Linked DNA regions of Sus scrofa: regions 2, 3 and 4 are each linked to region 1. The links are chromatin contacts, called in public Hi-C and HiChIP or PLAC-seq maps. All regions are on one chromosome and are shown on one strand. The core of a region is the stretch at or near the end of the contact, and the rest is flanking DNA. Distances in the headings are between cores, read along the strand shown. Region 1 holds the start of CYB5A (cytochrome b5 type A (microsomal)). Region 2 holds the start of ZNF407 (zinc finger protein 407). Region 3 holds the start of CNDP1 (carnosine dipeptidase 1). Region 4 holds the start of CNDP2 (carnosine dipeptidase 2).

Evidence for each region. Hi-C and Micro-C count contacts between places; a contact is called where the count stands out from the background. HiChIP or PLAC-seq counts read pairs in DNA pulled down with a chosen protein or histone mark.
Region 2: a Hi-C map of skeletal muscle shows a contact between it and region 1, with 4 times the contacts expected there. The contact joins the promoter of ZNF407 here to the promoter of CYB5A in region 1. A contact is called at or near these places in 5 of 47 Hi-C or Micro-C datasets (blood, heart right ventricle, liver and 1 more) and 1 of 2 datasets of contacts at active chromatin or transcription factors (alveolar macrophages).
Region 3: a contact with region 1 is called in an H3K27ac HiChIP or PLAC-seq map of alveolar macrophages. The contact joins the promoter of CNDP1 here to the promoter of CYB5A in region 1. A contact is called at or near these places in 1 of 5 promoter capture datasets (skeletal muscle) and 1 of 2 datasets of contacts at active chromatin or transcription factors (alveolar macrophages).
Region 4: a Hi-C map of liver shows a contact between it and region 1, with 4 times the contacts expected there. The contact joins the promoter of CNDP2 here to the promoter of CYB5A in region 1. A contact is called at or near these places in 3 of 5 promoter capture datasets (fetal liver, fetal skeletal muscle and liver), 9 of 47 Hi-C or Micro-C datasets (alveolar macrophages, heart right ventricle, liver and 3 more) and 2 of 2 datasets of contacts at active chromatin or transcription factors (alveolar macrophages and skeletal muscle).

Annotation. Positions count from the first base shown.
Region 1 is chr1:149,734,871-149,742,532 of Sscrofa11.1, forward strand. It overlaps CYB5A (cytochrome b5 type A (microsomal)), which reads left to right and starts at 2,814. Exons shown (of 5, transcript NM_001001770.1): 1 at 2,814-3,018. The coding sequence starts at 2,890.
Region 2 is chr1:149,514,325-149,521,986 of Sscrofa11.1, forward strand. ZNF407 (zinc finger protein 407) reads right to left here and starts at 2,960. Exons shown (of 9, transcript XM_021073780.1): 1 at 2,681-2,960.
Region 3 is chr1:149,548,290-149,555,951 of Sscrofa11.1, forward strand. CNDP1 (carnosine dipeptidase 1) reads right to left here and starts at 3,723. Exons shown (of 12, transcript NM_001290324.1): 1 at 3,704-3,723.
Region 4 is chr1:149,579,515-149,587,176 of Sscrofa11.1, forward strand. CNDP2 (carnosine dipeptidase 2) reads right to left here and starts at 4,805. Exons shown (of 12, transcript NM_001243707.1): 1 at 4,765-4,805; 2 at 1,906-2,172; 3 at 173-316. The coding sequence starts at 1,965.

The DNA of each region.
Region 1 (7,662 bases), core at 1,564-4,063:
AAACCCTGTACTAAGCATTTATAAGCAGTGGCTTAGAAGAGTTAACTGATTAGGTCAATGTCATGCATAATTTACCAAACCAGGGATAGGATCCAGGTCACTGGCACCAAAGTTTTATTGTTAACCACTTCCTGAGTTATTTGGAACTGGAACTGAAATCTGAAATAGTCTTGACCTTGGATTATAGAGGTAGTCATGCACTGAAGAGATTCATTGTTCTGTCAGAGTCATGGGGAGATTCAGCGGTCTGGAGAACTGTTAGGGAAACAGTATAGGTAATGTAGTTTACTATTTTTAAAGCATTTAAGAAAGTTATAACACTAAGTGCATGTATTTGAAAAAAGGAAAAGTCTTAATAAACTCACACCTTAAGAAAGTAGGAAAAAAAAAAGGAACCGGAAGCAAGTAGAAGGAAAAATTCAGTAAGGAGCAGAAGTCAATGACATTAGGAAAGAAAATAAAAACAATAAAAAGCTAGCTCTTTTTTTTCCGGCTACACCCGAGGCACATGGAGGGTCCCAGGCTAGGGGTCAAATTGGAGATGTAGATGCTGGCCTATGTACACCACAGCCACAGCAACTGGATCCATTCCACGTTTGCGACCTATGCCACAGCTCAGGGCAACGCCAGATCCTTCACCCACTAATTGAGGCCAGCGATTGAACCTGCGTCCTCATGAATGCTAGTCAGATTTGTTTCTGCTGAGCCAGGATGGGAACTGTAAGCTCTTTGGAAAGATAGATAAAACTGACAAACCTCTAGCAAGGCTGACAATAGGGCAATAAAAAGAGAGGTCATATTACTACTACCGGGAATTAAACAGAAGATATCACTACAGACCTTGCAGACATCAAAAGCTAATAAGGGACTACTATGAACAATCCTACACACATAGATTTGATAATTTAGATGAACTGGATCAGTTCCTTGAAAACTACCAACTACCACAACTCACCCAGTTTGAAATAGATTTCAATAGTCTTACAACTACTATGGGAACTAAATCCATAGTTTAAAACTTCCTGAAAAGGAAAAGATAGGGAAAGAGAGGGATAAACTGGGAGTTTGGGATTAGCAGATACAAACTACCATATATATAGATATTTAACCAGAAGGTCCTACTCTATAGCACAGGGAACTATATTCAATATCTTATAATAAGCCATAGTGGAAAAGAATATGAAAAAGAATGTGTGCATATACATATATAACTGAATTACTGTGCTGTACACCCAAAAGCTAACACAACATGGTAAATTAAGTATACTTCAATTTTTTTAAAAAAGAGTATTAAAAATTATACATCATAGAGAAGTGTGATTTATTTCAGAGATGCAAGGCTGGTATAATAATGAAAGTCAATGTATTCCACACTACTCAGCCATAAAAAAGAATGAAATAATGCCATTTGCAGCAACATGGATGCAATTAGAGGTTATACTAAGTAAGTCAGAAAGACAAATACCATATGATATCACTTACATGTGGAATCTAAAATATGGCACAAATGAACCTCTCTACCAAACAGAAACAGACTCACTGACATAGAGGCCACACTTGTGGTTGCCAACGGGGAGAGGGAGGGAGTGGGATGGACTGGGAGTTTGGGGTTAGTACATTCAAATTACTACATTTAGAATGGATAAGCAGTGAGGTCCTGTGTAGCATAGGAAACTATATCCAATCTCTTGGGATAGACCATAATGGAAGATAACATAAGAAAAGGAAAGTATATATATATGTATGATTGGGTCACTTTGATGTACACCAGAAATTAGCACAACATTGTAAATCAACCACACTTCTAAAAAAGATCAACCCCCCCCAAAAAAAAACAAGAAAGAAAATCAGTGTATTCCATCATACAAAAAAAGCTAAGGACTATTGGGAATGTCAGCAAAAATGTCTTTTCTACGGCCTTGCATTCCTACAAAGGAGGAGGTAAGCAATGGGACAGGAAAAAAGTATCAGCAGCTAATGTGAAAGAACTGTGCTTAAAATCTTCCTATGGGTGCCAGCTGGGGAGGTACTGTTTTATACTCTTCCAAAAACTGTCAATCATTTAGGATTTATCTTAAACAATATACTGTTGAGAAAAGACAAAGAAGACACTAGTACAAGTATTCGCATAGTCTGGGTCAACAGCGAGATAACTTATGTCCTAAGTTCTTTAGGACGATTTTGCTTTTATAGAACAATTCCCCCGGGTTTGTTTTTCCTGTGAGAATGGGGGCAGTTCTGGGGTGAGGGGAATTGGTCAAGCAATTGGGCAGTAAGTACACTCGTTCTACGGAGGCTAAATGAGAGCACTGGTTGTTTACCACATCTCCTCTCACCGTAACAGATCACCTTGACACTCAGTTCACCCTGACACTAGCAACGGAACGAATTTGTTACAAATTAATGTCCAGGTCTGGCTGATCTGACCTGATTGGGAAATCGCGGCGATTTTGTTGTGTGGTCGTTGCCCTGCCAAGGTGGACACTGCGCCTGCCACAATGAACCCTCCTTCGCCAGCCACTCCACCCCACGGTCCCGGGCTCCCGCATCATCCCCTTCTGCGCAGACTCGAAGGAAGCCCCGCCTCCGCTTACTCCCACAACCGTGAACATGGAGGGCACCTTCGGCAGCCAATTAAAACTCGCATACTGGGCGGGGCGCTTTGGGGCTGGCAGAGAACGTCGGTCGAGCTCGCCCTTTGAGTGACACGAGTTCTGGCCAATCATCGGAGGTCGTGCTTCGGCCGTCCCCCTCTCCTCTGTCTGCCGCCCGGCCCAGTTGGGGAGCTGGGACCAGGGGAATGTCCCGGCCCGAGTTCGCCAGGACTCCCACTCTGTTCCGCTCATCTCTGCCGCTGTCAGCAGGGCCTGAGGTTCGCCGCGTTACGAAATGGCCGAACAGTCCGACAAAGCCGTGAAGTATTACACCCTGGAAGAGATCCAGAAGCACAACAACAGCAAGAGCACCTGGCTAATCCTGCACCACAAAGTGTACGATTTGACCAAATTTTTGGAGGAGGTGAGTTTGTGAGGCAGGATGCTGGCCTAAGTTTGGGGGGTTGCCTGCCAAGACCTGTCGTTTGCAGCATGTCGGGATAGACCTGCACGCCTCTATATCCGCACCTGAGTGTGCGCACCCGGGAGTGTTTGCTGAGTCTGCACACCTGGGAGCGGACCCTGAGTTTGTACACTTGGGTCTGCGTGCCTCCGTGTGCATCCCCGGAAGCTGCACACCTGTGTGTGCACACCTGAGGGCGACCGAGGGTGCGTAAGTTAGTTCTGCGGCTGGATCAGCGGTTTTAGCAGTCTGCAGCCCTCCCTTGTAGGGCAGGGACTGCCTCCGGAGACCCTGCGCGGGCGTGTAAGAAAGAACCATTTTGAACTTAGAGGGAAACTGAATCGCATCTGGAGCTGCCTTCCTAAGAGCTCAACCACGGAAGGATTTTAAAGATCTTTTATCCTTGAGTTTACACAAACCAGGGCTTCATCTAGGACAGGGGTCCTCCCACTTATTATTTCTGGAGTGGATTCCTAATTGGACCCAGTTGGAGATCACCCACCCCGAGAGCTGCTCTCCCCCTGGCACCTACAAGCCAGCCCCACCATCCATGCCCACCATCTAGAAGGCGCCCAGTGATTGTAAAGGTATCTAATGATAACTTCAGTGAGGTACAGTATTGGACTCCTTCGAGTCAGTGTGGCGGGCTGTGTGTGGCTTTGATGAAGAGAGGAAGAGGGACAGAGAAGTAAAAATTGCCAGTGGGACTTGATCCTTAAGCAACTTTGGAAATTGTAAAAATAACTTTGCTTAACTTAGAGGAGAACATTCCTTTGATAAGATTCTTTGCATTAGATTATAATTTTTGCAGTAAATATTGAGTCCCCCCTCCCCCAACTCTGGCTGTGAAGGAGTTTGAGTCACAAATCTTAAATCTTAGTATAACACTCCTTCATTCCCCCAGACAATGAATAGGAATGTTTAGTGGAATTCTTCACATAGTTTGTGAGAAAAATGTAGATAGAGGCCTGGTCTGAGCTGGGTCACAATTTCTATCAAAGGACATTTGTTTTGTAGAGAATGTTTTAAAAAACTTTTAAAGGTTGAAGTTTTTGTTTATTGGTAAGATATTTTACTGTTGTCTTTAGGTGATGTGCCAGAAGGTAAAACAGTGTCCCAATACAGTTAAGAGTGGTTTATAGTAGGGAGTCAGATCTGATCTGGCCCGCCCCTTCTGCTGAGCTATGGAGCTTATTTGCTATTAGAATTTCTTCAGCTAATAATCCTGCATCATATCATCAGATCTAACTGATATCAAATGTCTGTTTAACAGCTGTTCTTCCCAGAGTTCCCGTCGTGGCTCAGTTGTTAACGAATCTGATTAGGAACCATGAGGTTTCGGGTTCGATTCCCAGCCTTGCTTAGTGGGTTAAGCATCCGGCGTTGCCGTGAACTGCGGTCTAGGTCGCAGACACGGCTTGGATCCCATGTTGCTGTGGCTCTTGCGTAGCCGGTGGCTACAGCTCCGATTCGACCCCTAGCCTGGGAACCTCCATATACCACAGGAGCAGCCCAAGAAAATGGCAAAAAGACAAAAAAAAAAAAAAAAAAAAGCTGTTCTTCTCCCTTCCTATGGTATGTGTAATTTTGGAATTTTAAGATTCAGAGTGTGCTTTCTTTATTTGTGTCTATTAAAAAGAATAGCATATGGGAGTTCCTGTCGTGGTGCAGCAGAAAGGAATCCAACTAGTGTCCATGAAGTTGCAGGTTCTATCCCTGGCCTCTCTCAGTGGGTCGGGGATCCAGTGTTTTGACGTGAGCTGTGGTGTAGGTCACAGATGCGGCTCGGATCCTGAGTTGCTGTAGTTGTGGAGTAGGCTGGAAGCTTTAGCTCTGATCTAACCGCTAGCCTGGGAACTTCCATATGCTGCAGGTGGGGCCCTAAAAAGCAAAAAAAAAAAAAAAAAAAGAAAAGAAAAGAAAAAAATAGCACTTATGAAAAAATAATAGGGTATTTTATGTTACAAAGCATTTGCCATTTTTTCTTTCTTTTTTTGTGGGTTCCGTCTTGTTCAATGTGTTGTGCAGAGGGCCTCCATGGTCTCTCCCAACCAGTTGTCAGTATCACTGCTCCCCCTTCTGTTTTTGTGATAACCGAAAATGTCTCCAACTATTGTCACATGTTCCCTTGGGGACAAAAATGTCACTCCTAGTCAAGAACCATTGCCCGAGGATGTATCTTGCATAATTTTTTATGGGTACGTTTCTCAAAAGGAGATAGGAAGGGAAGATTATTACACTTCACTATAAACCAATTACTTTTACATTTCATTCTTATGAAGCAGTAAAGGAATTGCACAGTTTTCTAAGCCAAACTGCAAACCAGCTGTTCAGAGGGTGAATTAGTTGACAGCAGATTCCTTTATTTCTCACTCAGTTTTCAAAACTCTCTCTCTACAAGTAGTTTAGGAAGAACACCTCTCAAGTAAAATGTGATGAATCGGTTTATCACTAATATATGATAACTAATACTTACAGTGAGATAACTTAAAAACTACTATTTATAGTGAGGTAAATGAAAACAAGTTTACAGCAGTTCCTGTATGCTTAAGTTTCCTCAATTGCTACTTGGTAAAATGCTCCCCAGAGGAGCCCACCTGTGAGTTGAATTTGGGACACCACTGTTTTCTGGTACTCACACCCTTCCTTCAATTAGTTTATCCGGTATCTGCTGACTTCTTATAGTGGAGACAAGAATTTGAGAGGAAGAGATATCATTTCTACCCTCAGAAACTTCCATTTGAGTAATAACACAGAAAACAATGCTGTGGACGTATGGGGGTTATAACACAGAGAGCTATGTTGTGTGGGCCAGAGCCTAGTTCAGTGGTGGGGATGGGACTGGGGTGGCTGTGTGAGACATCAGCTCTGGGCCTAAAGTCATTGATGACAGACCTGCTCCCAGAGCTGGCCTGGATTAAGAAGAAAACTGGCTGACACTGTGAAATGGGACCAATCAGAAGAATAAAGACATGCAGGAGGACACTTGCCAACCTGTTCTAGCTGGTCATCAGCAGTGCCAGCCTTCCCAGAACATCACATTCTGGGGGTCGTGTGCAGTTTTTACTATCTGTTTTCACTTTCTGTGATCATCTCTGATTAGTGCAGTGTTCTAGTCTTTGGCTTCCTGCCCTCAGCCCAGCTATCCAAGGATTCCCTGCACCTTAAACACACATCTCATTCAGAGACCTACTTGCAGGACACTCAGTGTTTCACTTCCTAGATCCCTCCTGTTCCATTACTTTATTAAGCCAGTGCTATTTACCTCATCCTTTCTTCTGAAACAGAAGGGAGCCTCAAAGATCTGTCTCTCTCCTCTTGCCTTGCCCCCTTTTCTTCCATCAATTTAAAAGCTCCAGAAATTCATGAAGCCTTTACCTGGTAACTAAATAATATCCTACTTTCCCTAATTTACCCAAATATGAAAGAAGTTCCTTGTTTGTTTTTTGGTTTTTGTCTTCCTACCTCCTAAGTGGACTTTCAGTCATTATGGGCTAGATCTCCTTATATATCATAGAAACAAAATAATGCAGGTTAAACATACAGCATATGGTCTGCACAGTAAATGCAAACTCCTCTACCAGTACAGGTCTGGGTTAGGCATGGCTTTCTTTCCATAGCATCGTATGTAGCTGAGTGCTAATATGAAATTCTAGGTAAAGGTATAAATCTGGCAGGTGATGTTGAAACAAAGAGAGTTTTATACAAATTATACCCTTCTGGCTCAAGAACACAGGTGAAGTTTCTAAGTTGTGCAATGAGCTCCACCTCTGGAAATAATGGCCATATTAAGCTGTTTTGTTTTCCAGAGGAGGGTAGACACCTGAGAGGGAGGACTGGCTCCTTTATTGCTGGTGATCTAAGTAGCAGCAGGTGTTTTGTTACTGTCTGATATTGATCTCCAAGGTTGTTAGCCTTGTTGCCTAAGTATTTTGAAATAGGGTTTTTTTTTAGTTTCGTGGGTTTTTTTTTTTTTTTTTTCCAATTCTGGTTTTTGCATTTACATTTGTGAAGTAGAGTCTTGTCATTCCTGATTATGTTATTAGCAAGGCTAATGATTGTAGAGCTTTGCATGAAAATGTAGGCATTTAGGGCCAGGAGAAAAATTGATTTACTTTTCCCTTTCTGTGATTTTGGGCAGTAAACATTTATTTTTTCAAGTTTTTACAAGTACTGTGGAATAAGAAAAGAAAGTGTCATATAATTAATGGCAGTAATATTAACTTGCTTTCAGTTCAAGTCATTAGATGTTTAATTTGTGAAATAGACATCTTCCTAAAAAAATACCATAAAGCACAATGCCTTTGTGTCAAACTGCCTCTCTCCTTTATGTGACCAAAATGGAAACTGATTTATATAGAACATTTTCTGGTGACCCTGCGATTCTGATGCCCTGTATCTGCATCTTAGATGTTCTTTAACAGCATTCTGCCTTCTAAAGCTGTTGGCTCCTGACTCACTTTTGCTTTCAGAATCTTAGGCAGTGTTCTTTATAGCAGGTTTTGTTGTTTCCCTTGAACATGGCTGCCTACTTTGCAGAGACCAGTGATTCTAAGCCTGTGGAGCATCGATGCCCTGGAGATTCAGGAAAAGAGTTTGGGTACT
Region 2 (7,662 bases), core at 1,710-4,209, 220 kb before region 1:
TGTAGGCTAACAACTGCAGCTCTGATTAGATCCCTAGCCCAGGAACCTCCATATGCCACAGGTGCAGCCCTAAAAAGCAAAAAAAAAAAAATAAAATAAAGCTGCCTTAACTTTGCTTTATGAAAGCCATATAAATTCTTAATTTTAGTTTCCTATTCAAATCTATATCAAGATTTGGAGGAACTGAACATAATAAAATTTCCAAGAAACCTACACAACATACTGAATTGAATCCCTCCCACCACCCCAAATTCATATATTGAAGCCCTAATCCCAATGTGATAGTATTTAGAGATGGGGCCTTTGGGAAGTAACTAAGTTTAGAAGAGGTCATAAGGATGGAGCCCCCAAGGTGGAATAAGTGTCCTTATAAAGGGAAGAGACCAGAATTCTCTCCCACTCTTCCATGTGAGCAAAGAGCAAGATGGTGGCTATGGGTAAGCCAGGAAGAGCCCTTTGCAGGAATCGGCACCTTGACCCTGTATTTCTCAACCTCCAGAACCATGAAAAATAAAGGTCTACTGCTTCTGCTACCAGGGCTATGGAATTTTATTATAGCAGCCCAAGCTGACTAAGACAGACAAATGTTCCCTCCGGTGTGGGGATCCAACACATCGGGTTACAGTCCCCAGCTGTGCTCTGTGACCTCTCATAATGTGAGAGTCCACAGGAGGTATTTAACAAGCTTGGAAATCAAAGACTTTTAATATGTATAGATCTATTTACTTCCATTACTGCATAAGAAACAGCTTTAATTTATCCCCCTACTCACAGATTTTTAATCTAGGATTCTTCTGACTACCTGTGATACCTGTGAATAAAGCTCTTCTTAGAGGAACTTTGGGAGGGGTAAGGAGGATGGAGAATCAAATTAGAAAAGTCTGTTTTATAAGGGTTAGGAAGTTCTCTAATAAAACAAAATGAAGTAAAATGGATGTTGGGAAGATGTCCCATCAGTCAAGTGAATACCCACTGATCCTTGAGACCTCACTCAAGTACTATCCTGCAAGCTCTCATCACTCCCACCCCAGTCATGCTACCATATCTCCATTTTGGTACTCAGCAAAAGGCATTATAATTGTTCATGTATCTGTCTCTTCAACGGGCTCTTGAAATCACCTACAGCAATGTTACTCTTTCCTGCACCTCGGATGGTGTCTGGAATGAAGCAGGAACCAGTGTTTGTTGAAATGAAGCCACTGTGCCTTGGTGAACACCAGTGGAATTCTGTTCTATCTTGGAACTTTTATGTAAACCTGAAATTATTCCAAAATGCAGTTTTATTTAAAAAATAAAATAAAAAAGGAACCAGTATCAACTTCTACAGCATTAATCCCAACTACTGTATATGTCATCAAGAAGACATTAGCTACTAGAGAGCCTTGTATTAAATGTTTTTTGGTGGTGACAATAGGAGTTAGCAATTTCACATGTAGCAAACTTGAAGTAGAATGAATAACAAACATTTGAGATCTGAATCTGTAATTTAACTTTGTCCAAATTATTTAATCTGAGTCTCGGTTGGTGAAAAGGTGATAATTCCTACAAGACTGCAATGCTAAATGAAGTATACACAGTGTGTGTGTATATAGATATATATTACATATATTATATATATCAAATAAGCTTTATTAATGATGTTCCAATATACCTCGGTTGCCTTCCCTATTTGGTATTCCAACTGGACTAACACCTCCCTGAAAACAGGTGCACATCGTGACTAGTTCCACCTGCACAAACTTAAAATTTACCCCTCAATCACCATTACTTTACCTATAAAATAAAGAAATACTACATGCGTGTCCATGGATGCCAACCCGGCCAAGATGACCTATTCCAGAATTCCCCCCTTGAAAAATAAATGGGCTTTTCAAAACTCATTGCAACCGAAAGAGGTCAGCAGCTCCTGCCCACCTCCACCAGACTAAACTCCAGAGGCGGGCAAGCGTACACAGGACATGCCCGCTGGCTGGCAGGAGGTGGTAGCCACTGGGGCGAAACCCGCTGCTGCCAACAGCGGTGTGCGGCATCCTGGGATCTCCCTTTAACTGCTTATAGCGGCTGAACCCCAGCGGCCAGGACCCTCCCTTCCAGCCGCGCTGCGATCGGTCACCAGCGTTACAGACTGCCCGCCCGCGTCCTTAACGGAAGAAGGTGCGGGTGGCAGCGGCGAGCCCGCGAAGCTCCGGAGGCCCGGAGAGGGCGGTCGACTGAAGGAAACCACAGCCCAGACCGCCCAGGCCATTAAACCGACACCGCGGCAGCTCCGCGCTCGGGCGTGTACGGTTGGATCGGGGAAAGCCTGGCGGTGAGAAGCTCCCGACTGCAGGCAGGGGCGCGCGGAGTGCGCGGGATCGCAGCCTCCGCGCTGACAGCCGGCCCCGCGGGGAAACCGAGGCCCCGCGCAAGTCCGGGCGGCGGAGCCAGCAGCAGCGGGCGGGAGCGGAGGCCGGGCGGCGGGCGTGTGTCGGGTGAGTCTGGGCGGCGTCGGGAGGGACCGGCCAGCGGGGAGGGGCGGAGGCGGGGGGGAGGGGGGAGGAGGAAGAGCGAAGGGCCCTGGCGGGGCTCCCGGCGCCCAGCCGCCCGGGCCTGGGGCCTCAAGCCACCGCCTCCCGGCCCCGCGCTGACGCTGGACGGTCCCCGCCTCCAAACCCCCCGCCCCGGCCAGAGAATAACTTACCTGTTTGCCGACGGAATCGCTCCTGCTCACCCCTCTGACTGACTCCTCCGGCTCACCGTCTTCCCTCTGGGAGGAAGGGGAGGGACTTCCTGTCTCTCCGCTGAGCGACTTCCGGCGGTTCCGAGGACTTCTTCGCGGACAGAGCGGGGGACGCCATGACCGAAAACCAAGGTCTTGGCTCTGGCTTAGTAGAACCCACGCCTAGGTCCCTTTTTATCTCCCGACTGGCCGGCCGACCTGTGTGCCTGTTGTTTTTAGTCTATCAGCTCTTGGCGGAAGTCACTAGGCTGTGAAACAGGAAGTCCCGCCCCTCCCCAAGAGAGGAAAACGGAAAGCCGAAGAAGTCAACGTAAAGAAATGGAGACGCGCGTCAGGCTCGAAGGCTAGCGGTGTCTGACCTCGAGGGCCAAGTAGGGGTTGCAGGGGGTCCCGAAGAGGATTTCCCCCTGGACAGTGCACTCCTCCCTACCCTAAGCGTCCTCACTCCACCCCCTCGCACGTCCGCCTTAGAGGACCCCGAGGCCTTCGAGGGGCGGGCGGCCGGCTGCCCTCGGCCTTCGCCGGCCCGAGTGGTGCCTGGCGCCTCCGAGGCCCTCATCTACAGGAACCAGGTTTTTCTGCTATGCCAGGCGCGTGCGCAACTCCAGATTATGAAAAAAGTCTGTCGACTGACTCCAAAAAGGGGTCCTTGGTCGCAGGCCTTAGGGAGCCAGGAGCAGAGTCTGATACTAAGGGGAAGGAAAAAAAGCTGACTGGTTCACCAGTTTGGCAAGAAAAGCCGAAAATGCCTGGGTGTTTAAAACGTCCACGCATGGACCGTTTTTATAAACGTTAACGGTACAGCACAAAAATTGTTAGGAAGAAAGTAAGCCGCGACCTGAGGCGTATTAGTCAACGCCCTGACCTGCCCCTTACATGAGATCATTTGCGGACCTTGAGTTTCCAACCATTTCTTTGAAAACTCAAAATCTAGCAAGGAAGACCACACCTCGAAAAGTGCATTGACAAAGAGGTGTAGAGGAGCGGCATTATCCCACCCGGGATCAGATTGTGAAGATACAGCTTGCTGGGAAGTTTTGACTTTATCTTGTAGGTATAGGGAAATGTTTTAAATAATCAGATTTGTATAATTTTAAGTAAATGGAGTTTTTAAGTGATGACCTTATAATGATAGGCTTTCTAGACCAAACCTCTCAAGGACAGTTCCAGCTCACTTCCTTTTAAATCAGAATATTCCGGTGATGATAACACTTTTAATACTGTTTTATAGGGTAATTTTCATAGACATTATCTGGTCGAATTCTTACTGTAACCCACTAGGAAATTGCTGTTTAGAAGATCAAATAGCTATTCCAAGCTTACACCTCTAGTAAAAGTGGAACTTACCTTTAAACTTACAGTGTCAACCTTTTTCCAGCCTACCATGCACCTTTTTTTTTTTTTTGGTTTTGTCTTTTTGCCATTTCTTGGGCCACTCCCACAGCATATGGAGGTTCCCAGGCTAGGGATCGAATCGGAGCTGTAGCTGCCAGCCTACGCCAGAGCCACAGCAACGCAGGATCTGAGCCGCGTCTGCGACCTACACCACAGCTCACGGCAACGCCGGATCGTTAACCCACTGAGCAAGGGCAGGGATCAAACATGCAACCTCATGGTTCCTAGTCGGATTCGTTAACCACTGCGCCACGATGGGAACTCCCCATGCACCTTTTAATAGCTATTTCAACAGTGTTAGTCTTGTATGACAAGGTAATGAATTTCTCAACAATTAAAATAGCTAACACAATTTCCATTCGGAATAGGCATGATGTTGATCTTCAAGGGACTGGTTTTGCTACCTTTCTTACCTTGGGAATTTATTTAACATTTCATCTCCCTTCTTTGAGCAGTGAAATAAAATCTGAGTTTGTCAGTTCCCCATCATCCATTATTTTGCCAAGAAAGGACCTTTGCATCATAAAGTGACCTTAATGAGGTCAACTTGATCTCATTTTACTCGTGTATAAAATGAGTCATTAAGGGTAAATTTCCCTGCTTTTGAAATTCTATTAATTAAACAGAATAGGTTCTAAAGTTTCTAAGTTGCAGTAATGTCTAATATTGCTACTCTTATTAAAACATTTTAAATATTTGGTTCCATTAGATAATACTAATGATGATAGATAGCTGTGTTTACTAAGTAGTTGCTATGTGTTATGCAACACTCTAGAGAATCCAAGAATATAGGAAAAATTTGATTATGTTTCCCTGTGTCTCCTTAGGAAAATTTATATATAATATACATGTATATCCTTCTATAAGTATGTATATTATATGCATTATTTATATCCTTGGATATATATAGCCTTTGTGTGTATCTATGTCTTTGGGGCTTCTTTAAGAGATGTTTTGTTTATTAATGATGGTGTCTCTCCATGTCTTCTGGCCTCCATTTTATTCTGATGAGCAGAGGTCATTCAGATCATTTCTCCCTTTTATTTTCCCTATTTATAATATGTCATTTTTCTCAGGCTAATTTCAAAATTTTCTCTGTGTTTTTGCCTATCAGCAGTTTTATTATGTTGTGTCTAGGCACTAGATTTTCTTCATATTTATCCTGTTTGGGGTTTTCTGAGATTTTAACACCTGTAAGTTTATATACTTCACCAAGTTTTGAAAATTTGGGGTCATTATTTATCCAAATACTTTTCCCCATACTCTCAAATTCCAATTAAATATATATTGCACCTCTTGATTTTATACATGAATCACTGAGTCTTTCCTTTTTGTTTTGGTTTCATTCTTTTTTTTCCTCTCAGACCTTCAGATTGGATCATTTTTATTAATCTGTCCTCTCTGTTCCCTGGTTCTTCTGTCATCTCCAATAGTTAAAAGCAGCTAGTGATTTTTTTTCTTAATTCAGATACATCTTTTAGTTCTAAAATTTTCATTTGGTTCTATCTTGTTTCTATTTCTCTGCTGAGATTTCCTATTTGCTTATTAAAGGGATATTTTCCATTATGTTTTTGAGCAGTTATAATAGCTTTTTGACATTTTGCCTGCTAATTCCAACATATGAATCTTCTTCGAGTTAATCTTCATTAATTTGCTCATCTGATTGATTCATGTTTCCTTTTCCTTTTTTTTTTTAGGGCTGCACTTGCAGCATATGGTACTTCCCAGGCTAGGGTCGAATCAGAGCTATAGCTGCTGCCCTACACCACAGCCACAGCAAGGAGGGATCCGAACCACGTCTGCAACCTACACCACAGCTCACAGCAATGGCAAATTCTTGACCCATTGAGCAAGGCCAGGGATCACACCCCAGTCCTCACCAATTCTAGTCACATTCGTTTCCACTGAGGCACAATGGGAACTCTTTTTCCTTAAAAGTCTAGTAATTTTGGTTGTATCCTAGATATCTGAGTAATATAATGTAGAAATTCTGAATTCACTTAATGTTCCTCTGAAGAGGTTGTTTGCACTTATTATTAACAGGCAGTTATTTTGGCTGTATTCATACTCCATACTTTGTCTCTCCTGTCATGGTAGTGACTAAGATCACATTCAGTTCCCTCAGCCTCAGCCAAAGGCTTTAATCTGCCTCCCGCATAGTTCAGAGGTCATCCAAAGGTTAGGCAGAGTATGCAGAATTGGGTGCCTCCACGCTGTGACTCTTCTTTCCCAAACCTCCCTCTCCTCATTTTGCCTTGATGTAGTAGCCCTGAAATCTGCCTCCTGGTTCTTCAAGTGGGGTTTTAAATAAAGTTTAGATAGCTGCCTTCGATTATAATTGTTTAAAGTTTGAAAGGAAGCTTTGGTCATTTTTGGTGACTAATTTCCAATGACTAATTTACTTGAACAGTGTCATTTGAAGTTCTCATTTCCTTTAACATTTTCTGCCATTACATTCACATGCCTACCTACAATAACAGTGAAAGCATGCTATGAACACTTAACCTCCCACACTAGAATTTTAAATCTAAGTTCTTTTTTGAATGCTGTTTTGGTGAATTTCAATGTGGGAGGCGAGATGATTCAAATCTTTATATATTTTATTATAGTCAAAGGCATAATTTATCTGACATCTTTTTTCATTCTCAATAAGAAATTACACTGGAATAATGTTTTTAAATAAAATTTCCCACATAATGACAATTTTTTTCTCTTCAACCTACCTAATCGAAAAAAGCTCAGAAGCACTTATTTACTTATCATAACTGTTAAGAAATTGTAGTCATTATACCTACCATCCATTAGTTCTCTTGCACATCACACTAGAGAAAAAGAAAAAAAGAATACATGACTTTCCTTCAGAAAACCTGTATTTCTATCTTTGTACTTCATTAATGGCTTGAGCTTTTGGACAGCTAGGCAAAGACCAGAATATACTCAACCCAGTCTGCCTCCCAGAGCTGGCTTCCTAAAGAGGAAGGTTAAGTTCTTACTTGTTAAGTACCTACAAATTACAATATAAATGTTATAGGGTTAATCAGTGGAAGAACAGAAATAAGTACAAGTATTAGACCTTGGTTTAAGTTTTACTGCTTATCATGAATGGCAATATTACAGATAACAAAATTATGCCAGATTTCACCATAGGTACATTATTATCACAAACAAATATTTTATTACATCTTATATAATCAAGACCTCAGATCATTATTTAACTCTTTAGTTATTACATGTTCAATTAATATTCAAACTTGAAACATAAAAACAATAGATAGCATTGAATACATTTAAAACAGGATAGTGTTTAAAAGTCATTTTGACCAATCACAAAGTAGCATTTGTTTGGGGACTTGTGTTTGTTTTTTTGTTTTGTTTTTTTGCATTTTAGGGCCACACGTTTGGCATATGGAAGTTGCCAGGCCAAGGGTCAAATCAGCTCTGAGCCATGTCCGCAACCTACACCACAGTTCACAGCAATGCCAGATCCCCAACCCACTGATGAAGGCCAGAGATTGATCCCACATCCTCATGGATACTAGTCAGAATCG
Region 3 (7,662 bases), core at 2,473-4,972, 190 kb before region 1:
GGAGGGAAGGAAGGGGGAAGAGAAGGAGGGAAGAAAGGAAGGACAGAAGAAAAGAAAGAAGGAACTTACAAGCTGCCCCAGGATAAGTGGCATTGAGGACTGGTGATCATTTACACAGTCAGCCACACTCTCTGCCTGGGCGTCCCAAGTTCACAGTTTTCTCCTCATTCCTTCCCACCAAACTGGCCTCTCTGCTTCCATCTCTGCTGGATCCCTTCCTTCCTTTGCCTTAGACCTCATCTCCTCCCTCTTCCCTCTCCCTGGGACCCCTCAGAAGGCTCCAGGCTGGGTGCAGAGCAGGAAAAATGGGTCCAGAATTAGGGAGGAATTCCAGGTTGAGAATTAAACTAATTAACTTCTTCCAAACTAACTCTTCCTTCTGGATTGGTTTTGTACTTTTTTTCTTTTTAGGGCTGCACCTGCAGCATATGGAAGTTCCCAGGCTAACGGGTCGAATCCGAGCAGCAGCTGCTGGTCTATGCCACAGCAATAGCAACACCTGAGTGAGGCCAGGGATCAAACCCGCACCCTTATGGATGCTAGTGGGATTCTTAACCCGCTGAGCCACAGTGAGAACTCCAGCTCTGTACATTTTTGAAATAGGTTTTAATTTTTTTAAAGCTGGTTTAAATAAGGTTCAGGCTGATTCTTTTCTTGGCCTCCAGTTCCAGGCACCAACAGAGGCAGGCTGAGGACTTGAGTCTGGAATAGAACCACTACAACTCAATAATAAAGATAAATTAACCCAATTTTTAAAATGGGCAGAAGGATTAGAATAGACATTTCTCAACAACAATAACAAAAAACCCAAATAGCTAATAAACGCATGAAAAGATGCTCAACATCATTGCCACCAGGAAAATGCAAATCTAACCACAATGAGACAACGATGCACAGCACTCTGGATGGTTAAAATTAGCAAGTCAGGTAACAACAAGGGCTGGTGAGGATGTGGAGGAAGGGAACCTTCATGCAGTCCTGGTGGGAATGCAAAATGGCACAACTGCTTTAGAAAACAGTCTGGCAGTTCCTCAAATGATTCAACAGTGTCACCACATGACCCAGAGATTCCACTCCTAGATGCGCACTCGAGAGAAATGAAACCTGTGTCCACACAAAAACTTGTACTTGAATGTTCCCAGCAGCATTATTCGGAATGGCTACAGGTGGAGACAATCCACATGATTGTCAGCAAATGGCTGGATAAACAAAATGTGGTTCAGACATGCAGTGAACAATTACTCAGCCACAGAGAGAAGGGAAGAATTGGCACAGGCTGCAGTATGAACGGACCTGAACCCACATTATGTTAAGTGAAAGAAAGCTGACATAAAAGACTACGTATAATATCAGTCTAATTACCTGAAATTCCAGAAGAGAAAAATCCTGAGAGACAAACCTAGATTCGTGGTTGCTTAGGGCTGGGAGCATTGGGGGAAATGTAATACGACTGCTAATGTGTTGGGAGCTCTTCCTAGATGATGAGAATGTTCTTAAGTTGATTGTGGCAGTGACTGTTCAATTCTGAATATGCTAAAAACTTTTGAGTTGCACACTTTAGGTGGGTGGATTGTAAAATGTGTGAATTATATTGCAACAGAGTTGTCATAAAGATAATAATCATAAATCTAGGCACCCATTCAAAAATATAAATATATTCTTGAGTATGAGAAATGTCTATAAAGGAAGCTAAGGAGGGGGTGAATCAGGGTCTGATGAGCCACACGCCTTGGTGCGTGCATTAAGCACTTAGTCCAGCAGATGGCGCCAACGAGCTGCTCAGCATCTCCCTCCATGGCTACCAATTTCACCTTCTGCTGGGAGTGAGGCCAGACCTGACCAGGTTGGGTGGGGCAGAGCCAGGAGCCAGAGCTGCTGCCAACCAGGAGGAAATGGCTCCTTCAGACCCATGGCGGCAGGACCAGGAAGTTCTGGCTACTTTTTGCTGCTGATCTATTTAAATTAGTATGTGAGCTGTTATTTTTATTTTTCATTCATTCAGCTTCCATTAAAAAATGATTTGGGGAGTTCCCGTCGTGGCGCAATGGTTAATGAATCCGACTAGGAACCATGAGGTTGCGGGTTCGGTCCCTGCCCTTGCTCAGTGGGTTAAGGATCCGGCGTTGCCGTCAGCTGTGGTGTAGGTTGCAGACGCGGCTCGGATCCCGCGTTGCTGTAGCTCTGGCGTAGGCCGGTGGCTACAGCTCCGATTCAACCCCTAGCCTGGGAACCTCCATATGCCGCGGGAGCGGCCCAAGAAGTAGCAACAACAACAACAACAACAAAGACAAAAGACAAAAAAAAAAAATGATTTGGTGCACCTCTTCAATGATATATGAAAGGAAAATCTGAAGGGGAAAAGGAAGCCACAGGAGGGGAAGGAAAACTTAGGTTGTGAGGTCTGACCATTCTTCCTGAGGGAAGGGCACTGGAGGGTGGAGCTTCTTATGGTGTTACGGCACATACCCAGCAGCCCTGTGCTGCAGCGTATCAGCTCTGGCGACAGCCCCGTACCAGCTCCAGTAGCTCTGTGGCCGTAGTGGATCAGCTCTTTTACCCGGCAAGAGACCAAGCGAGCACTCAGAGTTGGAGAACTCAGGTTTATTACGCAGGCATGCTCAGACAAGATCGCTCTCCAGAGTCTGAGCCCGGAAGAAGGGTTTCACAAGGCTTTTATGGGCTACGCCTTCCAGGTCCAAGCTTGACTAGTTGGACTGGAGTGACGTCAGGCAAGGTAGTAGATGCGGAAGCAGATGCATGGGGGAGGACTGGTTGGGGCAGTTGGCTAGACTTTGCTTAGTCATCATGGCTGGAGTCTCTCCTTTCTACATTTTATTGGGACATTTTCTCCTACAATGGCTTGTTCCTGGGGGTGAAGCCCTGCCCACTGGCCTGCACCCCCCCATCACCCCTCACCCCTGGAGTTTTTCCTTCATCTTTCTCTTTGTTCTCTTGTGTTCTAGTCATTCATGCTTGACCTGAACAAATCACCCATAGAAACCTAGGGATTTGGAAAGGGTGTTCCTGGCCTTGGCCTTGGCTGAAAGGAGCAAGTTGCTGGGGAAGGTGAGGGTGGGGGTCAGGGAGCAGAGCTGCAAACACAGGTCTTAGTGTCTTCCTGGAGGGCCAGGTGGCCCATCCCTGTGTTGCAGGACCCAGAGGAAACCGGGATAGATAGCTCCTTGGAGCCTCCTGTTAATTCCAGCCAGTTGTTCTTAGATTGGCAGCAGAAGTTCCAAGGGCCCCTGTGCTGAGTCTTATTTAAATGTAAACACTTCTCAAAGTCACGACCACACCTCTGTGGTGTAGCCAGGAGGGGAGGCCTCAGTGTTCTCTGTTCTCTCCCTGCTCCAACCACCATTGGAGAAAGTGAGAGGATCTGAGAGCTCAGCTGACAGTCAGTGGCCTTGAAGTCCCCACTGGCCACCTCATCCAATGACACTTCTGTCTCCTGCCCTGAAAACAGCAGGCATCTCAAAAGGAGGCTGGAGTGGGGTCAGCTAATGATAAAACCCACTCCTGCCTTGTTTGCAGTTGGTATTAGTTTCTGACATTGAATAAAGCACAGAAAGTGAAAGGATTCTTGCCTCCCACCCCCATGGCCCAGGCAGGGCAGCTCTCTGCAGACACACAATGGTGCATCAGGCAGACCCTCTTCCATCCATAAGAAACTTAACTACCAGGTGCCAAGAACTCTACTTACCCAAGTCTTCTAGAGTCCCAGGTGATTGTTTTACAGAGGTTGCTCTGCCCTTGTCCGCTGTGATGAATTTTACAATTCAGGGGAAAAAAATCTTTTATTAGCTTTGTTTATCTCACTATGACAGGAATAAATATTCCAAACCAAAAAAAAAAAAAAGGGCTTTTCTGGATTGTGTTAATTCCGCTGCAGGCGCTGAACTGAGTCCAGCGACTCCTGCAGAGACTAGCTAATTCCTCCAGCTGGTGAGGGAGTGGCTTTCCAAGGGTAGCCTGGACACCAGCCAGGGCCAAGGAGCAGAATTCCCCAGAAACTCCCCAGAACCCCCAGCTTCTCCAGCATCCACTGGCTGGAGGTGACAGGAGAGTCAACCCCAAAGAAGAGCTTGGCTGGGCCTCAGTCCCAGAAGCAGAAGTGACTCTGCACACCGCATGGGTGGCTGGGGACAGGTGTGCAGAGCTGCAGAGGGCAGAGGCCAGGAGAAGCAGGGGTTGGAGGAGGACTGGGGTCGCTGGCCAGAGGCACGGCCATGTGCCACCGTCCTGTTCCCGAGGCACCTGCTGGCCCTTCCAGGCCCAGGCTGGACAGATCCCTGGTGGCAAAGACCCCGCCTGATGGCCAGGGGCATTCTTGGCTGCCTGCAGTCCTGGGCCTGCAGAGGAGGCAGCAGAAGGTTGTACCAGCCCTGTGGGGGAAAGCTGGGCTGTAGGGAAGCCGTGTCACCCAAGGACTCTTCCATCTGTGTTCCTCCCTCTGCTCTGGCCAGGGCCCTGGGCCTCTCCTAACAGCAGCTCAGTGTTTCCCAAGCCTCTGTCATCTGGAACCATCAGCAGCATGATGACAAACACCCAGAAAAGTGGTGAACGAACCAGCCAGAGACTCCTGCTGTTTCTCTTGCAGATGGGCCCCCACAGCCTCAGAATGAGAGAGAGAAGAGTAGTAAACAATAAGACCAGCATCAGCACTGAGTGTGTTCCACTGAATTCACCCATGAAACCCAGGTCTTTGGTCTTGAGGGCAGGGTGTCCATCCCCAGCTCCACATTCCTGAGTTGACCTCCGACCAGAGCTTCTGCCCTCTTTTCCTTCTTTTCGATCTCTTTTGAGGGATTTTTGCATAAAGAGTGTTAACAGGATAAATCTAAAATACTGCAGTGACCCATCTTAGGAAACAAGAGCTGGAATCAGAGAGTTCAAGCAGCAGAACAATGGAGAGGGGGAGGGGAGAGGTGTGGTCAGTAGACCTAAGAGGTGGGGAGACCCAGATTCAAGGCAGCAGGGGAGGCTGGAGAGGAGCAGAGCTAGGGAGTCGGGAGAGGAGGGCAGAGTTCTGGCAGGACCAGTCCAGTAGGACAATGGAGATGTCACCAGACAACATGTCAGCTTCCAAGAAACCTTTAATTACCTAGATCCTCTCTCAAGTCTTATAAAGCTGAAGCTCACCAACAAACTTGATTTCAAAGCTTGGGCTATAGCACCTTCTTGACTGGATACAAGATCCAAGGGACGAAGGGAAGGAGGAACTCCAGGCTGGGCCTCCTCCTGGCAGTACTACCACAGGCGACTTTGGTGATGTAGGCAAAACACCAGGAATTCAAAGGCTCAGAGTTTTGGGGGCCAGAAGTTAGGACTCAACGGGTCAGGAGGGCTATAGTCCCTGAAAGTTTCCAGGGGAGGATCTTCCTGCTCCCCCCAACCCTGGGGCAGTGGGCAGTCCTGCTCCCTCTGCCTCTGTCTTCACCTGTCCTCCCCCAGGTGTCTCTCAGCCTCTTCTTAGAAGGACACTAGGCTTAGGGACCACCCAACCAGTGTGACCTGATTTTAACTAATTATATCTACAAAGACCCTACCTCCAAGTAAGGCAAATTTGGAGGTTCCAGGAGGACGTGGTTTTGGGCACCATTAGCTGACCCAGTACAGTCTGCCTTTTGGTCTCCTGTCACTAATACCCTACTACTTGTTTACTTAACAATTATCCATCTGACTCTCTTGAACAAAAGCTACATGAAGGCCCAGACTGTGTCTTCCTGTGTCCCAGGTCCCCATAAGCCTAGCATGCCTGGCACAGAACAGAATCTGATCCAGGCGACGTTTAGTGAATAATTACTTGCATAGTCTTGAAGGACTCCAACAGTAGTTGATTTTTCACTAATTAACTAGTTCTATTTCAACACTGTATTAAAAATGCAGAATTTGGGAGTTCCCGTCGTGGCACAGTGGTTAATGAATCCGACTAGGAACCATGAGATTGCGGGTTCGGTCCCTGCCCTTGCTCAGTGGGTTAACGATCCGGCGTTGCCGTGAGCTGTGGTGTAGGTTGCAGATGCGGCTCGGATCCCGCGATGCTGTGGCTCTGGTGTAGGCCGGTGGCTACAGCTCCGATTCGACCCCTAGCCTGGGAACCTCCATATGCCGCGGGAGCGGCCCAAGAAATAGCAACAACAAAAAACAAACCAAAAAAAATAAAAATAAATAAATAAAAATGCAGAATTTGTTTACTAGTAAAACTATTGCAGCTGTAAACACAAACAAGGGGAAAAGCAAGTTTTAAATCTGGGCAGACATTTTCCTCCTGGCAGTCTCAAGAGCCTCCAGTTCCTGAAAACCCACAAGGGGACTTTGCTCATCTGTCTTCCTGCCTTCAGGCTCCTTTGCTCCTCTCACCATCCAAAGCATTCCAGCCTTTAAGGTCGTCATGAGCAAAGCCACACCAGCCACTGCAACCTCACAGGGACCCCCTTGCATCCCACTGTCATGAGACATGTTTCTACAATATTTTCCTAGCCTTTTTGCTGAAAACTCCATCTTGTCCTGCTTTACTTTACCCCATCTTCCTGCTTGAAAAACCATCCCAGTGCTGGTGAATGACTTAAGCTTAAGCACCAAGACCTAAAGGCATAAGTTATTCATAGGGTCAGCTGAATGAAGACATAATGCATTGGTCTAGGTACAAAGGACCTGTGCAGATGGGCACTCCATTTGCACAGCATGATACATCCTCTTAAGAATAAAAGAAAGAGGAGTCTCATGGCCCCAAGGGGTTTATGAGGGGTTTGGCAGGATATGCATCAGCAAGGACAACCAAGGTGCAAACCTAGGCACGCCCCGCCCTGGGTTGCTGCAGATAGGCCATCTGCAGAAGCACAATGGTGATTCTCCAGATGCTATGCATATATAGCAGAGGCCAAGCTTCCTCAAATGCTAATGATTGTTAAATGCCTAGTAAGGTCAGAATAAAAGCTTAATCAGCAACCCCTATGTGACTTTTAAAATAACTTTAAAAAACCTATATCCTGCACCTACAACCCCCTCCTCACTTGATGTAATCCTCAAGAGCACAATAAAAACAGTGTGGTTTCTTGAGGGGGTGCCCTTGGTCCCTGAGACCTTGAGTCCCCCAGTTCCCACCTTTACTTAAGATAAATGTCTCTATGTCTTGTTTTATGTTAACTTTTCTCCTTAAGTTTCACAGCACCCGTTCTTCAGCCCCATCCTGCTGAGCCGGTCTCAGCATCCCACAACATTGACAAACCCGCACCCCACCATTCACAGGATCATTGCCCACCACCTCGCCCATCCTCCCATTCCCGGAGGTCCCCAGCTTCACTGTGACGTGTCTGATTGATGAATTTCTATATCTTGCTCATTCTTCATCATCCATTTTCAGATTGGAACTCATTTCTTTTTTTTTTATTCTATAAAATTCCTAGTAATTCTGTTACTATTATCTGAACACTGAGTTCACCCGCTGGTGGGTGTTGAGCCAAAAGACACGAGCAAGTTGAGTAGCAGGAGAAGGATTGAGGGCTTGCAGCAAGTAAGGAGAACATCAAGGATCTTTCTCCAACAGCCAAAGTGGGGATGTTTTAAGCCAAGGGGCTTGAGCTAAGAATTCAGCATAGAATTGAGACAACAGTAGCCACAGCAGTGACAATGTGAGGGATCCTTAACTTGCTGGAGCCA
Region 4 (7,662 bases), core at 3,555-6,054, 150 kb before region 1:
CCCAGTCCAGCTCAGGAAACCAGTTCAGCATCCAAGCCAGGCCCCTTTTGTCTGTTTTAAAGACCAGTAGGCTCTCTGAAGCAAAGGCATGTAAGAACTCACCACGTGTTCTCACCTCCTCAGCAAACCTGCTGGGTTAGGTTGTGCGGTGCACAGTGCACCAGGCTCCTACCTTCTGGTTCCCGATGTCCACCAGCTCCACGGAGCCCCCCAGCTGTGTGATGTCGGCAGCGGCAACCTCCATCATCTTCCGGATCTCACCCCTCTTCTCAGGCCAGGCAGACACGCTCTGGATGGCCACCCATTCTGCAAGTTTCTGTTTGTGGATAACAAGCAAAAGGGATTCTGAAAAGGTGCTCCTCCGGGAAGGCAGGTATTCATGGGCATGCCATTTTCAGGCCCACAAAGCTCACTTGCTACCTTCGGCCACTCCATCTGGAGCATGGTGACCAGACCCAGAAGAGAAGCATTTTATTTGCTTTTTGTTTAAGATGAAAAAGAACTGTATGTCCTGACCCTGGACCAGGAACTATAAGCAGGACCGAAAATCCTTAACCACAACAAAGCACGACATGAGTGCAAAATGTACAAAGTTCCATAAACACATCAGTAGCTGAACCTAACAAAATTGCAACTGAAAGATACAGGAAATACCCAAATTTTCACAGTCCTAAGCAGCTTATTTATCATACTGACAATGGCCAAGTTCTCTGAAACATAAGTTTTAGAATGGGAACTATAAAGATTTCGTCTGAAATAGGACTATCAAAAATAATTTTAAAGCATGGTTCTTTAAGTTAATTTAACATCAAGAAACATTAATACGAGTTCCCACCATGGCACAGTGGTTAACGAATCCAACTGGGAACCATGAGGCTGCGGGTTCGATTCCTGGCCTTGTTCAGTGGGTTTAGGATCTGGTGTTGCCGTGAGCTGTGGTGTGGGTCTCAGACGCGGCTCGGATCCCATGTTGCTGTGGCTCTGGCGTAGGCCGGTGGCTACAGCTCTGATTAGACCCCTAGCCTGGGAACCTCCATATGCCGCAGGAGTGGCTCAAGAAAAGGCAAAAAAAAAAAAAAAAAAAAAAGAAAAGAAACATTAATAGGTAACATTATCAAGTCATTTAAAACATGTTAAATGAAAAATAGTTCTTAATCTATATCTACCACAAAAATAAACAAAAATCTTGAATTAGCTTTGCTATTTCTAGAAACATGTATTAAGATTTTCTTTCAAAAGCCAAGAGTAACTTAAATACTGTAATGAGAAGGCAGAGGAAAAGACCTCTAGGAGTTCCTGTCGTGGCACAGCGGAAATGAATCCGACTAGGAACCATAAGGTTGCAGGTTCGATCCCCGGCCTCGCTCATTGGGTTAAGGATCCAGCGTTGCCATCAGCTGTGGTGTAAGTTGCAGACGTGGCTCAGATCTGGCATGGCTGTGGCTGTGGTGTAGGCTGGCAGCTGTAGCTCCAATTAGACCCCTAGCCTGGGAACCTCCATATGCCACGGTTGGGGCCCTAAAAAGACCTCTAGACAATCCCCATTTTTTAGTTACCTTTTTTTGTGTGGTGAGAACACCTAAATCTACTCTCAGGAACTTGCAAGCACCACACAGGGCTGTGAACTGTAACCACCATGCCGTGCACTGGACCCTAGAACTCACTCACCCTGCAAATGAAAGCTGAACCCTTAGGCCAACATCTCCCTGATTCCCTGCCCCAGTCCTGACACCCACCCTTCTACCCTCTGCTTCTCTGGGTTCAACTTTTTCAGTATCTGTCTTTCTCCACCTAGACAATATTTTTAAGACTTGATTAGAACGGCATAATTCTTATTAGCCTCTTGAACATTTCTCTGAGTTCCATGAGACTAACTGCACTTTATTAGAACAAATATTCCCTTACCTTAATGTAGCGATCCTGATTCTCATCAATGTACTTAAACAGAGCAGCGAGGGCTGGCATCTTTCCCCCCGACGCAGACCTTGGAGATTCTAGGAAGGAAGAACAACCTGTCCGTGCAGTCTCGAGAAAGGACTGGGAGGCACTTGTTCAGGATCAGAAACTGGACTCCACCCACCGCCAGCACTTTGAAGCAGTCACGAGGATTCCAGGAAGTGACCTCGGCAGAGACAAGGGCTCTAGGAAGCAGTCATAGGCTCAGGCTGATCTCTTTTTTTCAGAAGGAAAATGTACAAAGAATCACGTTTCAGAATGGCAGGTAATTGAAGGAAGGGCCCCAGGGGAAGATAATCTGATGGAAATTAAAAGGAGGTACTTCCCAGTAGCACTGACACACCGACATTTTAAAATACTTTCTAAAATTTAGTTTTTCTCTCTTAAAGCACACAGAGAACTTTCCCTTATTATCACCACAAAGGAAATAATCTCTCCAAGGCTCCCAGCAAAAATGTCACATCTGTCTGCACACCACAAGCCGACAACACAGTAAATAAGGCCCAAGGAGGGAACGTGGATTTGGTTTAGAGAAACTAACAACCAGAGTCCAGAAACCACCAAGACAGCGTGGGAAACTCCACTGAGGTCTGATGAAAATAAAGAAATGTCTGGCCTCCCACGGGCATTTTCTAACTCCAGTGTGAGACCCATTATGTCATGCTCCACCATACAGATTCAGGGGAAAAGAAATCATTTGATTCATCATCTTTAAAAACTGCAATCAAGACGAAACAAAGATAATAATCCCAGAAATGGGGCTTTCAAAATTGGTTCTCCCCCACTTCCTTCAATGGACAACTCAGATTCCATCAAATGGCAAAACCCAAACCTCAGCACTGACTGAAAGGAGTTCAGTGACTCCTTTCAGAGCAAATTCAGCACTGCAGGGACAGGAAGAATTTCACAACTGCAGCTGTGGAGTCACAAGACCCTACCACATCCATGTAGCTCTGAAGTGGGACACCAGAGAAGTGGCTGTGTATGGACACACCGAATTACAGAGAATTTTCTTCTTGGTAGAGGATTCTGAAGTGACTTCTAAACAGAGGACAGACTTTGTCCACTGAGATAGTAAGCTTGGTAGCTGCTCAACAGATCAAGGATGTGCAGCTTGAGTTTAGTAAAGGCAATCCTCTTCCAACAACCACAACAGAGCATGAAACAGTTAAATATCTCCCTGCCAACTCAGATTGTTTCAGCCTTTTGGAAGACAAGGTTCATAAATGCATACACTGCATAGAAGTCAGATTTTCAATCATAAAGGAAAACCTATTTAGCAGAACAGTATGCTACACCAGATACTCTTCATTTGAGTTCCTGGTCATTACACAGCACAAATTCCATGCTCACTGTGATATATTCTCATTAGCATTATGCTTTTTGCAGCCCAGTTAACCAATCGCCTTCCAGCTAAAGTCAAATATATAGCTATCTAAGTTGAATCTTTAACCAAAGGAGAGTAAACAGAGACTGGATTATTCAGCTCTTCCTGCCACCTCACCAGGTGGAAAAACAACATCTCTGAACTGCTAACTGGGTCAGAGAGGTTAGGCCAGAGCCCCTTTCTCCCTCCCATGCACAGTTATTCCTGTTTCACCAACTGGCCAGTACCAAAGCCATTACAACGGACTACTTTTTTCTGGGGGGCTAAGGTGGGGGGACTTGCACCATGACATGCAGAAGCTCCCAGAATCCCCACCACAGCAATGACTTGAGCCACAGCAGTAACAACGCCAGATACTTAACCTGCTGAGCCAGGAGGGAACTCTAAATGGGGACCACTTTTATATGCCCTGGTGAACCCCATTTATTAGGGTAAAAGCATTGAGTTGGAGTGAACAAAAGCAAACCCTATTGTCTGGAAGTAAACACCAGCCTCACTCCCTTCTTGGAATCTAAGGTTCCTGGGGAGTAAAGTAACTTCAACACTGAAACTCCAGTGAGGGGAAGAAGGGCTGGTGGTACCACCTGGAACCACCCAGCAATCCCTACAAAGATTCTTTCAGTTCTGAGGCTCCATCCTGACCTCCTTAATTCAAGGCACATGCAAAAGTAAAGGGACTCTTGAATGAGGGCTTCAGCTCTGTGTAAAAACCACTGCAACAGGAGTAGGAACCTCTGATTTGCTCAATCTAGAACTTTAATCCCAAACATACAGTTCTACAAAATTATTCCTCACCACCCCTCCCTGCAAACACCAGGGATGACAAAGGCATAAATAAAATCTCCGCCGGGTCGCTGAGTCAGCACCAGGTTCCCGCGCGGGCGAGGGCGGGTCGGAGGCCCAAGGACTCAGGACAGGCCGACGCAGGACCAAGCATCACTCCCGGAGACTGCCTCAGGGCAGCCACGTGCAACCTCCCAGCCTTAAGTGAGGGTGGAGACCCTGACCCCGGGCCTCCGACCCTGAGCGCAGGCCGTCCTGCAACACCAACCTCAGGCCTCCGCCAAAGGTCTCTGCAGCCGAGAGACAGGCTTTAGTTTTCTGCGGGCCTCACTGTTGCGGAGGGCGGGGGTGGGGAGGGGTTGCTCACAGGCGGGTCAGTGTGCGTCCTCCCCGCCGCCGCCCCGGACCCCATTCTGACTGGAGCGGGCCGCATTCTGAGTGGACGCCCTCTTCTCCCGTCAGGGCCGGCCACAGGCCCCTCAGAGCTGGCCTGGTCCCTGGCCCGCCGCGCAGCGACCGGTCTCCCCTGCCTGCCGGGAGGCGGCCTGGACCCCACGCTCCCGGCCTCGGCCCTGCTCCCGCCGCCTGCAGGAACCTCCCTGTCCACAGGGACCTCCTTCCCCGGGAAGGCCGCTCACCAGCCAGCTGCTACAGCTCGGGTTCCGCACCACGTGTCTCGGTCACGCCCCCTGTGCGGGCCCGCCCCGCAGCCGCCCCATCCACCAATCCCAGACCTCGACCGGAGCACTGGCGTATCCCCGCCTCGCCGCCGTGCAGTCCGCCAATCCCGGACCTGGCCGGAAACTGCGCCGCCCCGCCCTCCGCTGTTCGGAGCGCGGCGCCGGCAGGAGGCGAGGCTGAGACCTGGGAGGCCAGGGCTTAAAAGCGCGAGCCCGGCGGCGATCTACTTTGGTCTTCCGCCTTTTGCCTCAACCGTGGGGTTGGAGAGGTAGTGTTTTGTGTGAAGTGGTCCGGGATTGAGGTGCCCACACCCCCCTACCCAGAGTCCCCATTCCCGCGGGTTCCTGAAGCATGTTTTCCTGGTCACACAGGTTTCCGTTTCACGTATCTTTGGCACTTTGTTCACCAAGCCTTCACCGTTACTAAGAGGAATTATTTTAGTATTTAGATCCAGTAATCCTAGGAATTAATGAAGAAAGTAGACCCACCATTTACTTATTGAGCGTCTACTATTTCTCCGAGGGTGTGATTATCTCCTTTAGAGCATCACCCAAAAAATTTGGGAAAGATTTTACCCTTCCCATATTCTATGTTGTTGTTGTAGTTTTAATGACAATTTTATAGTTGGAATGGATGTAGTTCCTCACATCCTGTAAATATTTTTAAATAAGATTACTTAAATTTTTACATGGTTTGTTTTTCCCTTGAAATTCTGTTTTCATCAATATCCGTTGCAGAATTTTTTTTAATTGCAGCATTTCATTTATAAATCATTAAATATCATTTATACTTGATACTATTAATGATACTGTTATACTTTTATACATTTGTACAATATGTATAAAAATTTAAATCAGTATTTACTTTCCTGTAACTAGAAAATTCTGTTAATTTTTTTCTCTTCTAGATTAAATTCTTATTACAATTATTAGTAGTACATGATTGATTAAAAACCACCTACATATATTATACACTTTTGTAAGTAATTTGAATTTATTGGACATATATCCTTCACTCAAATCTATTAGGCTTTAAAAAAATTAGTTCGGCTATCTATAAATGAGATTCTTGATGGAATGAGACTGAATTTGGTGAAAAACATGGCAAAAAGTGATTTAGAGTAAAATCTGTAACACATTACCTGTTTATTAAAATTTTACGGGTATGTGGTGGTACTAAATAAGAGCAAAGAGGAAGCTTGGGTACAAGTAAAAAGTGAATATGCCCACAACATTGTAAATCAATATACTTTAATAAAAGATAAAATTAAAACTGAATATGCATTTACAGTACCTAATAATCATTTGAGAAACGTTAATGAAAATATTTCTCCTGCAAATCTGAATAAAAGTTAAGAAAATGCAAATTTTTATCTTGATGTAGAACCCTTATATTTGAAAATATAATGTTAATTGTCAGCAGATGGAACTTTCTACCTCCTGCCCTTGAAAGAAAGCAAAATATGCAACAGACAGGTGGCCTTGAGTAAGGAGGCATTCTCTAATAGCATACTTTCAAATTGTATTTCAAATTGCCCTTTCGTTTGGAGAATTTTGGCTTTTAAAGAATTAGTACAGAACTTAGAACATGCCTGGCATTGAGTATCTTGATCTCTTCAGGCTGCTATGACAAAAATACCAAAAACTGAGTAGCTTATAAACAACAGAAATTTGTTTCTTCTGATCTGGAGGCTGGAAGTCCAAGATCAAGCTGCTACCAGATTCAGTGAGCTAGCTTCTCATAGATGGGGGTGGTCTTTTCAACATAAGCAGAAAGTTCTCTGGGGTCTCTTTTGTAAGGACACTAACCCCATTCATGAAGACTCTGTGAATAGATGTGAAATTTGGGCAGCTGGAATTGGTGATCTTAAAACTTTTGGATCCTTCTTTAAAAGTCTTCTGCCCCTGGCTATTTCTGTCTGAAGACCCCTGCCTTACAAAGCGGCTCATATTTAAACCCAAGGGTGCGCATCTGAATATCTCCAGCAGGCGGCACTGCAATCCATTCCTTCTTGAGTAAAGGATGCTTTGCAGATTGCTCCCTAGCCACAAACCTGATTCCTCACAGGTTACACTTTGCTCCAGGGTAAGGACCATAGCCAGTGTGTCTTCTGAGCCCCCAGTTAGGCTCTTAGATCCCAGGGAGAGAGGGAAGCACGCAGGGGCTTGGTAGAGGTGCCCAGGGACAGCTGGGTGCCTCGAGGGCCAGTGTTCCCTCAGATGACTCACTGTCACCTGGGGAGTCCACAGCATTGGTGCCTGTTTTGTGTCCTCCATGAGTCTGCTTCCACTTTCTGCTCAAGTTGAAATTTGTCTCAAGTTGAAATTTCCCCAAAGAGAGAACAGTTGGTTTAGTAAGCCACCATTTGGAATCAGTTCACCTGCAGGGCAGAAGGCCTGGCCAGGTTCCTACCTCTCCTGCCTCTGAGTCAGTTCCCTTGGGTGGCACCTGAGCTGGCCAAGGGGTCGACATCATAGCTCAGCGGGTGCTAGGTGCTGCAGGAACCCCAGAGACAGGCATGGTCTAGGCTTGACTAAGGACGGGGCAACTTGACTGTGAAAGGGGGCCCTGCTTGGCCTGCTCTCCAGCCTCAGAGGATGAGTAAGACAAGTATTCAATGTACTCTGTATATAATTTACTGTATGTATCACTTTGCTGCTGATGCTGGAAGCCGGATGTGCAGGGTTGTGGAACGGGGAGGCAGAGCATTGTGACTCTTCTCCCAGGTCACTACACGCATAAGATACACCTTGTTCAAGAGGACAATCTGAGGCAGCAGAGGAAAGGACAAAAGAAAGAATAGCTTTGCATATACATTCACCGTCCACACACTCTCCCAGTTCTTAGTGAGCACC